2 separate regions of the Triticum aestivum genome follow, and region 1 is linked to region 2. The links are chromatin contacts, called in public Hi-C maps. All regions are on one chromosome and are shown on one strand. The core of a region is the stretch at or near the end of the contact, and the rest is flanking DNA. Distances in the headings are between cores, read along the strand shown.

What was found. Hi-C and Micro-C count contacts between places; a contact is called where the count stands out from the background.
Region 1: a Hi-C map of leaf shows a contact between it and region 2, with 9 times the contacts expected there. The contact joins the promoter of LOC123128606 here to the promoter of LOC123128602 in region 2. A contact is called at or near these places in 3 of 5 Hi-C or Micro-C datasets (all in leaf).

Annotation. Positions count from the first base shown.
Region 1 is chr6A:571,902,053-571,908,312 of IWGSC CS RefSeq v2.1, forward strand. LOC123128606 reads right to left here and starts at 3,617. Exons shown (of 22, transcript XR_006463327.1): 1 at 3,310-3,617; 2 at 2,027-2,341; 3 at 871-1,062; 4 at 678-761.
Region 2 is chr6A:571,275,034-571,280,640 of IWGSC CS RefSeq v2.1, forward strand. LOC123128602 (replication protein A 70 kDa DNA-binding subunit A) reads right to left here and starts at 3,749. Exons shown (of 2, transcript XM_044548643.1): 1 at 3,307-3,749; 2 at 140-2,087. The coding sequence starts at 3,587. The coding sequence ends at 404.

The sequences.
Region 1 (6,260 bases), core at 2,367-4,866, 630 kb after region 2:
TGGAGCATACAGAAAAAGAAGGGGTGGGTATCAGTGTGTATGGCGAGGGCAATGGACATACTGAAACTTGATAGCCGCCAGATGACTATTTCTAGTTTCACTGTTTTTATCGACTAAATTTCCTGGTACTGCTTGTTCTGATTGAATATTTACTTGGCATGTCACTGTATGTCGAAAACAGTCAAAATGACCACCTAGTCCATAGCCCATAGGAGTGTGTCTACTCCAGCCCTATATTTCAGACCTGTCTAACTGACACCCCAGGCTTTTCTCTAATGGACCCCCTGAGGAGATTTTTATCATGCTATTGCACTATTTCATACGTGGTGGATGTAGACAACTAGGCTGGTGACTCAGCAGGGGCAGGACATGCTAGTGCCAACTAATATATTTTTTACTTTGTCTTCTTCTCTCTCGACGTCTCCTCACTCTGTTTCCTACACATGGGCATTGCCAAATTTTTTTATTGTATTATAATTGGAAATGTAACCCAGGTGGCAAGTTACAGTATTATGAACTGAACCAGACATAACAATATGTCAACCCAGTAAACAAGATATAACCTATACAGGAAGCACCATAAAACTTGGTAAAATTGAAGTTTAATGTATAATCGTTGCAAACGTTTATTATACAGAAATGCAAAGTATCAGGGTTATGTAGTTCGAATGGCAGACCTGTGCACCTCCAGGAAGGCAGAACGAGACGATATCCTTGTACTTAAGCGGAAGAGACCTCTCAGGGGGGTACGCAAAAAGGACCTTAAGGACAAGACAAAATATCCTGAGGTTCAGACACATGAAGAAAGGCAGAAATAGGACCTCCATTTTATAAGAACATGCAACAACAATAGATGATGTGAGTGATAACCTGAGGTTCCAAATTTGATACAGCATGAACTTGGTGGTGGTTGTTGCCAAATATATGTCTTGATTTCTTTGCATCATCATCATTTCTCCCTAGAGCAATGTTTTCTAGCTCATGGATATCTGCCTGAGGAGGAAGCCCAACAATCACTATGCTCTCAAAAAGATGTGATGGTTCTTTGATGCACCTATTACCCTGTTCCAACCAAAAAAAAAAAGGAACTTGAGGCACTATGCTCTTCGACATTTGCCAAAATTACCAGTCCTACTAGTTCCAAAATGATAGGCCATTTCAGCAAGAAGCAGTCGGTCAAATAGAAGCAACAGCCTACATTACATACCTATCTATTGCACTTAAATCAGATTTCAGTAGAACCCCAAAGGCAAAAAAAATTGTGTATGCAGGCGTAATAAATACTTATACACTTCTGTAGAAGGTACTTGGGGGTATGCAGCCCAAATTCAAGGTTTCCAAATGAACAAAGGTTATTTCTCCTTGATATCAAAAATATGAGACTGCTTCACACTATGACTAACATGAATATCCGAACAGCAGAATAGCCCTTGCAGCTCAGAAGTCAAATACCCAAACCTATAACCCAAGCATAACAAAGTTTTTCATGAGTTCTGAGTAATTTAGCAATAATTGATCAATCACTACTTGATAGGCTCCTAACCAAAAGATTCCAATTAAGAGCTATCAGTGACAGGACTCCACTTGTATCAAACATGGAGTATAATTTTCTCTGACAATGACCCTTCAAAGCAACATTGCATGAATGTAGACATTAGAGCAATACAGATAATAAAACAAATGGCATTGTGTCATGTGACCACACATAGACTATGTCCTACATAGAATAGTAGTGGAAGAAAATCAAGTAGATATAATTTGTAGCATGAACTGCAACACGAGTTTTATGCTTGAACAATAGCTGCAAACAAAGACACTTTGAGTCACTGCAACTACAGAAATTGGCATGGTTTTGTTGAACTTATACCGAGTAGTTTGAAAAGGCAAGTATCACAGCAATCATTAACATTACAGCTCTGACTAAGCACCTTAATTAATCAGCGTAGTATATCCCACATTCCCACACCACGTAGAGCACAATAGATAGACATGAATTGAACATAGGTAGTGACATAGGAGTACATACCAATGACTTCTGCTGGAACCTCGACCACTGCCGCTTGTGTGTCGTGAGAACTTCCGGGTTGTATGGTCCAGACACTTCGGGTGAATTTGAAAACCCTTTCATTATCTTCGAGAATTGCTGCTGCAGCTTCTGCATTGGGCTGCCACTCTCTTCCCCAGACGAATAGACGACAGACGGCCGTGTTGGTTGCACGGTGGCAGCTGAAGCAGCGGCAATAAATGCTCTCGCAACCTCTTCGGTTGTTTGCATCAGGTGCGACGTGTTGAACTTGACCCCTTCAGACCCATCATTCTTGTTATCCACCATCCTAAATGCCTGTTACTTGTGCAAGCAAGGACATATTCATTTCAGCACTGTGATCGAGAACACGAAGACAAGCCATATAAGCATCAGGAAGTAAGAATTAGTACATCACAGGAGCACTTACAAATTAAAATCCCATCTGATTAAGCTGTTTTTTTATAACTGAGTATTTGGCTATGTATATTTATTCTGTACATCTTTCACGCTCAAATAGGAGCTGAATAACATAAAACTTGCCCACATTTAATTCCAATTTACCCAGTTGTAGCATGTACCCAACAAGTAAACCATGTCGTCAATCAGCTTTGAATCACCTAGATTCAACTGGACTGGACCTTATCAGCCATCACCCACAGAAAGCAGCTAAATTGGTGACAGCTCCCTGGTACGGGACAACAAATTCAGCTTGCATCTCACTCCAATATCCAGCCAGAAAGCCACCTAATAACTAACTGTGCGTACTTTCTCCGGTAGTATCAAAGCCGTAGCCAAAAGCGCCCCACCGAGTTGGCCACGCACCTTTTCCGCTAGTATCCATCAGTAAGAAGAGCATGTGGCGGAATCTAAGAAAAGCAACACCGGATCAAAACAAACCCACATACATAATCCGACGCTGCTATTATTGATTCCTTGGACTCTGCTATCGATTTCTCTACCTACGAAGTAAAGAGTAAAAAACTAAATCGAGTGTGCAATCGTTTGGCCTGGACCGGAATTGCAGAGACCAACCACTCGATCTCGGAGTTTGACCCGGGGGTCGCCCACCAGAATCGCCGTTTGACTGCTGCCCCGAACCCCCCGCCCGCCGCGCAGGCAGGGGGAAGCAATCGCGGCGCGGAAACCGCGCGCCCCGGAGTTCAGACCGCCCCTAGAAATCGACGGCGGGGGCGCCGCCCGTCGAAGAAACGCCCGGGAAGATCCGCGGGAAAAAAAAGCAGAGAGAACTGTTAGGGGGCGAGAAACCCGTCGAGCGGGCTCACCTGGGCGGGGATGCTTTTCCGGCTCGCTGATCCCCCTCCTCCGCTGCTGCTCCGTACGCCGCCGCCGCCGCCGGACGAATGGGTGGACGGTCCGATGGTCTTCTCCCTCCCCCTCTCGCCTGCCTTCCTTTTCCGTGTTTGTGCGGGCTAATGAATGAACGCACGCACGCACGCACGCGGGGCTTGGATCCGCCGGATTAACGCACGGTAGGCGACTCGTTACGAGCCAGGGAAGCAGTTTTAAGTGGCGTGATTTGGTTTTTGGTGTGGGGTTTGGGCAGGGGATTTGGAAAGCGGGCGGGTTTGTCGTGGGCGGCTCCGACTCTTCTCTTCTCCTCTCCTCTCGCTGCTCGGCTCAGGACTGCTGCCTGGGGCGCCACCACCTCTCGCTGCGCGTGGGCCCGGGCAGCGGCGGGTTGACCCCGGGCCGGTCTGGCGCTCTGGCTGGCCTCGGGTGTGCCGTGCGCCGCTCGCGGCCACGTCCCGCGCACGGCTGGCGCGTGGGCAGCTCTGGGCGGAGCCAGCGCTGCACACGGCTCTTTCTTTTTCTGTTTTTTTTGGTCAAGTTTTCTTTTTTTTTTTGACATCATTTGCCAACGTCTGATAGTTGTGTGTAGTCGGCAGCAGGCCGGCGGGAACGCGGGAGATTTCCCTGCTTTGATGGAGCACCATCATCATATTGTAAAAATAATAGTGTGATTATTTCTAGTAGTAGTATACTTTTTCTGTATGCAAATAATACTGCTGCTGGTTAGGAGGCGTCCAGCAAAGCTTGGCGTTCGCGACCAGCTTTCCTGTCAGCCGAGATTTTCTACGGCGATAATGCTGTATGATGCGATGCGAGTCGTTATCTGTCCCATTCCTACAAAGCATCGATCACACCCTGTGTGTGTTTTGGACTGTGGATGGCTACGTTGTGGATAAGCACGCACGCAAGGGACGCTTGAGGATGGTACTGATCGGAGAAATTTCTCGCTATCCTCGACAATTCGTGTCCCCAAACTTCCTTTCTCCTTTTCTTTCTTCTCTTTCCATACTGATGATGATGATGACTCTGTTTTATTTTGTAGTGCAAATTGTTTTTACGAGTTTTGGGGGGTGGCAAGGTTCACGAGGTGTGGTGTGCGTGCGTGCGCTTGGACTTGATTCCGGTCCGTCAAGACTGGGTGGGGAGACACGGTCCCTTTTTTTGACCGGTTCTGGTGAATTCAGGCCGATGGGAACACAAAACTACCACGCGCTAACCACTCCCACTTCGGTTGATTGACTACTACGTCCCTGTGGCGTCGCCGTCGGCGGCGTGGATCCTCCTCCGGTGGCTAGATCGATCGATCCGCGCCGCGCCGTGGTTGCCGCGCGCGCCTTAAATTTGATCCGGGCGTGAAGCTTACGCCTGCCGGCTCGGCTCTTTGCACGGAGGCCAAGGAAGACCGCACTGCTGGTACAGGTACGCCAGTACAGGTTGCACCCTTCCATAAACGCTGAACGGTGCAACCATGCGCGCGGCGGCCGCACCGGATCATCGAGGGACGTGGACGACGGCGACGGCGAGTGCCGACTGCCGAGTGGGATGTCCTTTCTTTTATTTGGGCCATCCCCGGCGTGGCGAGAAAACCGCCCGGTCCGCACGCACGGCGCCACTCTTCGCTTTGTCAGCTTTATCGCCGTCATGGTACCACGCTATAGTCGTAGTCAGTGTCCCCTCACCCGGAAAAGATTATTGAAGATAAAAAAATAATGTAACTACTCCTACTACTTCGTTTTATTATGCTAAAAAATAAATAAATGATTCGATGAGTGAGGATGGTCACACTCACACGCGCTCGCAGACTGCCTGGGCACGTATCAGACTCGCACCAGCCCATGCCTGCATGGTGAGGAGGCGGCCCGGCATGGGGAACATGCATGCATGCAGAAACGCCGTGTGCCTGAAGCCAGCTCTATTCATTTCGCGTCCAACCTTTGCTGACCGTAGCGAGCGATCCGGCGATGTTCCTTTTCGAAAGATCACTCGAGTGAGGAGATCTCAGAGCCTGAATTTCCACTGAAATGTGGCAAAACCTTCAGAAATTACAATCCTCGACTTCATACGGAGCAAAATGAAGAAATCTACATTTTAAAATATGTTTATATACATTCGTCAATTAAAATATCTAAAAGAGACTTATATCTAGAAACGGAGGTAGTACAATACGCGAGGTGATCAAGCCCTACTGTCTAGCTAGTAATTCTTCTTTTAATAAAGCTAGATTTTTTTTGAGTTGTTAACAGAGCTAGTAGTTACTAATTAATTATATGACAAAAAAAAAAGCATGTGGCCCGCGGGTGCCCGGTGACGCGTGATGTCGGACAGCATAATCTATCAAGGATATAGTTCGGCCTCTCGTCTTTACGATTGTTATCCAAATTAATGAGAGAGAAAATATTCGGACCTTTTCGCATGAAAATGACCTTTTCTTCTTTATTCACGAATGGTCAGCATCATGATCGATTATTGAGGACGAAGCCCGGCTGCCATTATTATCACAAGCACAGTGGCCGATTTTGTAGCCTATCTTGGTTTAGTTTATCAATCTTGGTTCAGCCTCCCCAATCAGGAGATGCCTCATCAAGCTTTGCTCGGTTGATTAATTGATGAAATATGGGTGCCGTGCCATCCTCCACTTGACGATATCATTAGCCCATGCCTGCTGGATCCAAGACCATGACCTGCCCTGCCCTGCTGCTGCTGAGAGTATTCTTGCATATGTGGTCCTGTTCCTGCAGCTGGTGTGGATCCACAAACTGGATGATAACTGGTTATTCTGTCTGGTTTTCCGCATGATTACGATAAGAAATTGCACCAACTTGAAACTCAACTCAAAAGACATGACCAATTCATGTGCTGTTTGCTGGACGATGTAGGATATGTACCTGCAGATATGCATGATGGCGTGGCCGTCTGCGTTCTA
Region 2 (5,607 bases), core at 2,499-4,998:
AGCCACACTTGAGTCCTGCATGGCATACACATAAAAAGTATGGCAAGTTTAGGCAAGGTTGGCAAAAATGTGTGACAAAGTGTGACAATGCTAGGCCTAGAACCAAACAGCCCCTCAGTGTGCCCACCAACTGCATTGGTAAGTTTAAAAAGCAGGGATGCCTTAACACAGACATCAATATGATTCAGTAGCTACATCTGAATTGATCCGTTAAAATTAAACAAGGACAGAAAGTCTACATAGGCCGAGACATTGGCATGCTTACTGTTACTATCACATCAAAAACATCGGTATGAACTGAATAAATCCTGAATCTCTAATATGGTAAGTAAACCTTGGGCCTTCCGAGCAAAAGAGAACATGTTATGGACACCGCCACACCTCTTCGGGCGAAACTCGTTGCTCAATATGATGCCACCGACCTTGAAAGTAAATCGAGCAGATATCTACTTTCGGCAGCAGGATCAAACCTCTCCACTTTGACCAATGTGTTCTTCACTCTCCTCTCGTCGCTGTACGTTTCTTCTTTGACTTTCAGCCTGAGCAGATAATCCATGAACAAACAGCTGAGCATGGTCTCTGCAAAACGAGGGTCTCCGTTCTCTTTGTATGTAACGAGTTCTAGCGCCGAGCAGCCTAGTAACTCTTGCGCGGTCTCCTGAAACGCTGTCACCCAAGTTGTTCCCGAGTGATCTTGAATCTGAAGCTGCAGAAGATACCTGTAGTCGCACTCTGGAAACTCCTTGTCGCATTTGTCACACACCCACAAGCCAGAGGTCCCCTTTGTCACTTTCTTATTGCACTGCCGGTCACCTTCCTTAGTAGGGCAAGCTGTGTAGCAGAAGTTGTCGCTCTTGAAGAATATAATGGAGGCTTTCACAGTAACCCAATCAGGTTTGTCTCCCATTCCAAGACCATCATCCTTGATTTTAGCAACTGTCATTCGGACCTCGTTCCTTGATGCTGAAGGAGTGTGATCCCTAGATATGGACTGAGTAGAAGCATCCCTTCCTCCACCGTCGAACCATTGCCTCAGAGTATGAGCTTCAGAGAGATCAGGGTCTATGAGGAGTTGAGAGGAAGAAATTGTGCCGACACACTTGCCATTGAAATCATTCACTCTTCCTGTTTTGACACCCAGCACGGGGAAGACCCCACGTTCAACCATTTCTTGCAGCTGTGAGCCTTCTCTGTTGCAAAAGTCACCCCACATGGTTAGATCAACACTTCGACCAGACATATCCTTCAGGCCAATCATTCTTTTCAGAGTTTCCGTGCCATTTTTCTTCTGTACTGTGGTGGAAGGGCTGACAGAGATAGCAACACCTATGATATCAAGTATAGTACCGGTCGGAGTATCCTCAATTTCACTGATCGGTCTGAAGTTAAACTGCTGAGAGGGAATTGAGCTGTTCTCATCAGGACAAAGATCCACTGATGAATCTCTCTCCAACGTAATCTCCCACTCACTGTTCAGATGGTTATAGTTCCTCTGTACAGGTTTCAAGTTTCCTCTTGATACCACATAGACCTTACCAACTTCCACAACTTCATAGAAGCGATCAAGTTGAGTGTTGAAACATGCCACCCGTATCTCACCCCCATCAGAATCAAGCAAGTCAAAGTTGAACACTTTGCCTTCACCTTTTGCATTGTGGTACCGGCGGATGTCTCCCTTTGCAGTAACTCTACCCTTGATAGCCCAGCGGCCCTGATAAGGATTTAAAGAAGATATGGGGATTATTCTAGCAGGGGCTTCATTTTTCGCAATTGCTCCTTGATTTTTGTAACTGGGTGCAGGACGATAAGATGGCTGTGCTGTTGGCTGGAAAACTGGAGATTTGTCACTGAGCCTGGTGGGTGTGTTCAAGGAGCTCCCTGACACCGAAGGTTGGAAGACTGGAACATTGCCATTGGGCCTTGTGGGACTTGGGTTTCCTGCCGCCAAACCATATTGACGTGTTCCGTTAAATTGCTCCACTCTTGGGTTGTTTTGATTAGAAGATTCACTTTCTGGAGTAATCACTGGATTGCCAATGATGTCACACTCCGCGAGAAGAACTGTCAAATTCAGAACGACGATAACCCTACAGATATTCAACCAATCAGCTCAGCAACAACAAATAATTTCACATACCCACAAGACAAAAGGACAAATTTGCATTTGCACTAGTTACTTAAGACATATGACAGAGAAACTTGAATCATGGCACATTTCAGTTCACAAACTATGTTCCAGCAGCATTTACTGACGAGCAGATCAGAAAAGACACAATGAAACAAAGTCAATTGGCAGCTAAAATAGGTAAATAACAACTTGTATCATCAAGTATACTGCTGAACCAAGTGGGTAGAGCTGAAAGACACAAACCACTAAATGATTCAACCAGATAAAGATGTCCACATCTGTGAGCATGACGTAAACTACAGTGATCAAATCAAACTTCCATGCACCAAATGACCCGATCAGTAAACAAGGAACCTAGCTGATGCACAGCACCATGACCAGTCGACTAGAGTATATAGCAACAACTTACTGCATAACTAACTAAATGAACCACAGCACACAACTAACTTCTTCTAATCATCAAAACGACCATAATGTCAGTTCTCTTTGCAGGTTTATTCCCAGTCTATTTGACTCTTATCTCTTATATTGACTGTTTTATGAAATTCAAGGTAGAGGACCTCCTCTCCCGATCATTCAGAAAATAACATCATTTAACAAGCCAGAAACGCACAGCGCCATAGCCAGATCTACGATTTTACGACCATTATGAGTAGCAGAAATATAATCCAATGAACTAACTTTTACACAAACACCAAACTGTATCATACCTCACAACACAACTTAATTACACATTCCAGTTGGTATAAGATATCTTCTAGTCCTAAAAAGGAATTACAGAATCCAATTCAATCAGCAGCAGATCAGTGGAACAAAATTTCGGCGCCACTCTGGTTGAGTACTGTTATCCTAGAGGGAAAAGACCTAGTTCGCTTCTACGGAGTAGTACCTAAGGAAGCATAACATGAGTATCAGGATCAGCGTACACTGAATTTTCCAAGTAGTTAGAAAAGTATCAATCTAAAGCGAGACCCCCAATCAATTTGAGGGACAGCAACTCGCAGGGACCAATTAGACTACACTTACAGGCACAGAAATCGCAGCGAATCACAGACCGCGACCATAAATGGCCAGCCAGAACCCGCGCGCGGGCACGAACCCTAGCCGAAACCGCCCCGGTCGCAAGCGCAAACAATCGAGCATCGATCTACGGTACGCTGAGGGATGCGGAGGCGAACCTTCTGCCGCCGACCATGTTGATGACGTACTCGTCGAGCTGCACGACGGAGCCGCGGCGGATGAGCCCGGAGCGCGCGAGGTCGCTGAGCTGGCCGGCGAACATCGCGGGGCAGGTCTCGGCGCCGTCGGAGACGAGGCCGCGCCACCTGTCGCTCCGGGGCGTGCCCTTGCCGTCGACGTTGACGCAGCGCAGGTTGACGACCTGCACGATGGGCCTGAGGTTCGTCTCCCCCGCCAGCGCCGCCCCCACGCCGTTCGGGGTCAGCCTCGCCGACGCCATCGCCTCGCGGTGGACCGGATTCGCGGGGGCTTCGCGCTCTGCGGCGGGATGGGGCGGAGGAGGGGGGTTGGGGGAGGCGAATGGTGGTGCGGATTTGAAAATCTAGGAGGTTTGGGGGGGCGTCGGAAATGGCGACGGGAGTCGAAGGGGGGAAGAGGCGGTTGCTCGGTGGCGTCGCGGGCTCCTTCCCGGGGAAGACTGAGCTTCGATGAATCTGACCGTCGGGTCGGGTCCGGGTGAGATGATCGGACGGCGGTGGCCGACCCACGTAACGAGAGCGCGCGCGGCATAAACTTGGGCCTGGGCTGGCTACTGGTGGAGCCCTGTGACTGTGAGAACAAATCACTGGCCTGAACGAGGGTTTCTCCATTCTACAGGTATTGCGAATGGGTCGGCCCATTTTCTTCTTTTCTTTCTGCTATTTTTTCATTTTCTGTTTCTTATCTACTAGTTTTCTCATCCAGTTCTCCAGCTTTTTGATCCGTTCTCTATTTTCGTTTTTGCTTATTATTTACTTTTCATTTCCTGGTTAAATTTTTTGTTTCTTTTTCTTGTGCGTGACATAAATTTAGTCGTGCATGATCATTTTGTCAAAATCGAAAACTTAACTACCCATTTGACACTTAACTCCTATGAAGGGTGTGCCCCCGCAGGCCAGAGCCCATACGTCCGAACAATGTCCGCGGGTGTTTGCTCCAAACCCCAAGCTAGCAGTTTCTTCTTTTTCGGTTTTTAATCTTCATTTCAGTTTTCTTCTATTTTCAAATTTATTTCCCTTTTTTCATCAAGTTTACTATCAAACTATATCTCACGTGTATGCTACCTGTTGAACTAGTTCATAGCGGCACACGTTAAAAATTCATAAAATACTTGAAATGGGACATAGGTCGAAGCACATTCATTGTGGAAAGTGCTGCCAGTCACGGCTTGCAATTTGTTCATGTACAGAAGTACACATCAGTGTATATGAGCAATACACAACCAACAATGGGTCATTGCGGTGTCATGAGATGTTTGGTGCGGATACGCATCAGTGCACTTGAATCGATTTCTCAGGGTGAAAACCTAGATTCTAGCCATTATGGTTGGATCCGGTGACGGCGGCTCATGAGCGTCGCTCCCTTTCTGAAGGCGTTGCTGTTGAAAAACGTTGTCGTCCATGCGGTGTCATGAAATGTTTGGTGCAGATATAGTCATTGCTATAGTTTGTCGATCGAATCTGAATGCTTTGGGTTTTTTTTCCTCGCCCACAGATAGTTTTGGTCTTGTATGACTTCGCTACTTGTCGACGTGTTTTTGTGTGTGTCGGTATTGGCTGTATGCATCCTAACTATGCAGAGGCCGAGTGTGTGCTCATAGTGTTTATATCCTCTTGATGCTCTATTTCGAGCTAATAAAATCCATTCTTTATCCAAAAAAACAACGGGTCATTGGCCCCAAGAGTCCAATCCCAATGAAGTAACAACATAATGGCGTTGTCGTAGTCCGATCCAAGGTTGGATCCGAAACTTTCACTTAGAGCACACATGAGGTGGACATGATGCGGAAGCTTAAGACAAAGCCTCTGTTATCGACGCACGCATTGCATAATCGCATCTGGAAGTCTTTCACTCGTCGGAATGGGCCAGATCGGGTGTGAGAAGAAGAAGGGGAAGGAGGAACTGAGATGAACCGAAGGTAAAGTACATTTAAAACATTGGTCGCTTATAATTGCAAAACATAACAATTCGGATGGTGTTTTGTTAGGTTAAAGAAGAACCCAGTCCTATTTTAATGACTGGTCGATTAATGGATGTATGTTTCTCCTTTCTAATGGGATTTTCTGGCATGTTTTTTTTCTGGGTCCATCACATACTTGTTATATATATACTACTTTCTTCGTCTTAAAATAAGTGTCTCAACTTTAGTACAACTTTGTACTAAAATTAGTACAAAATTAAGACACTTATTTTGGAATGGGGTAGTATTAGATTATATTAGATAGATCGCTGGTATATATACAATATCATTTTTATAAATT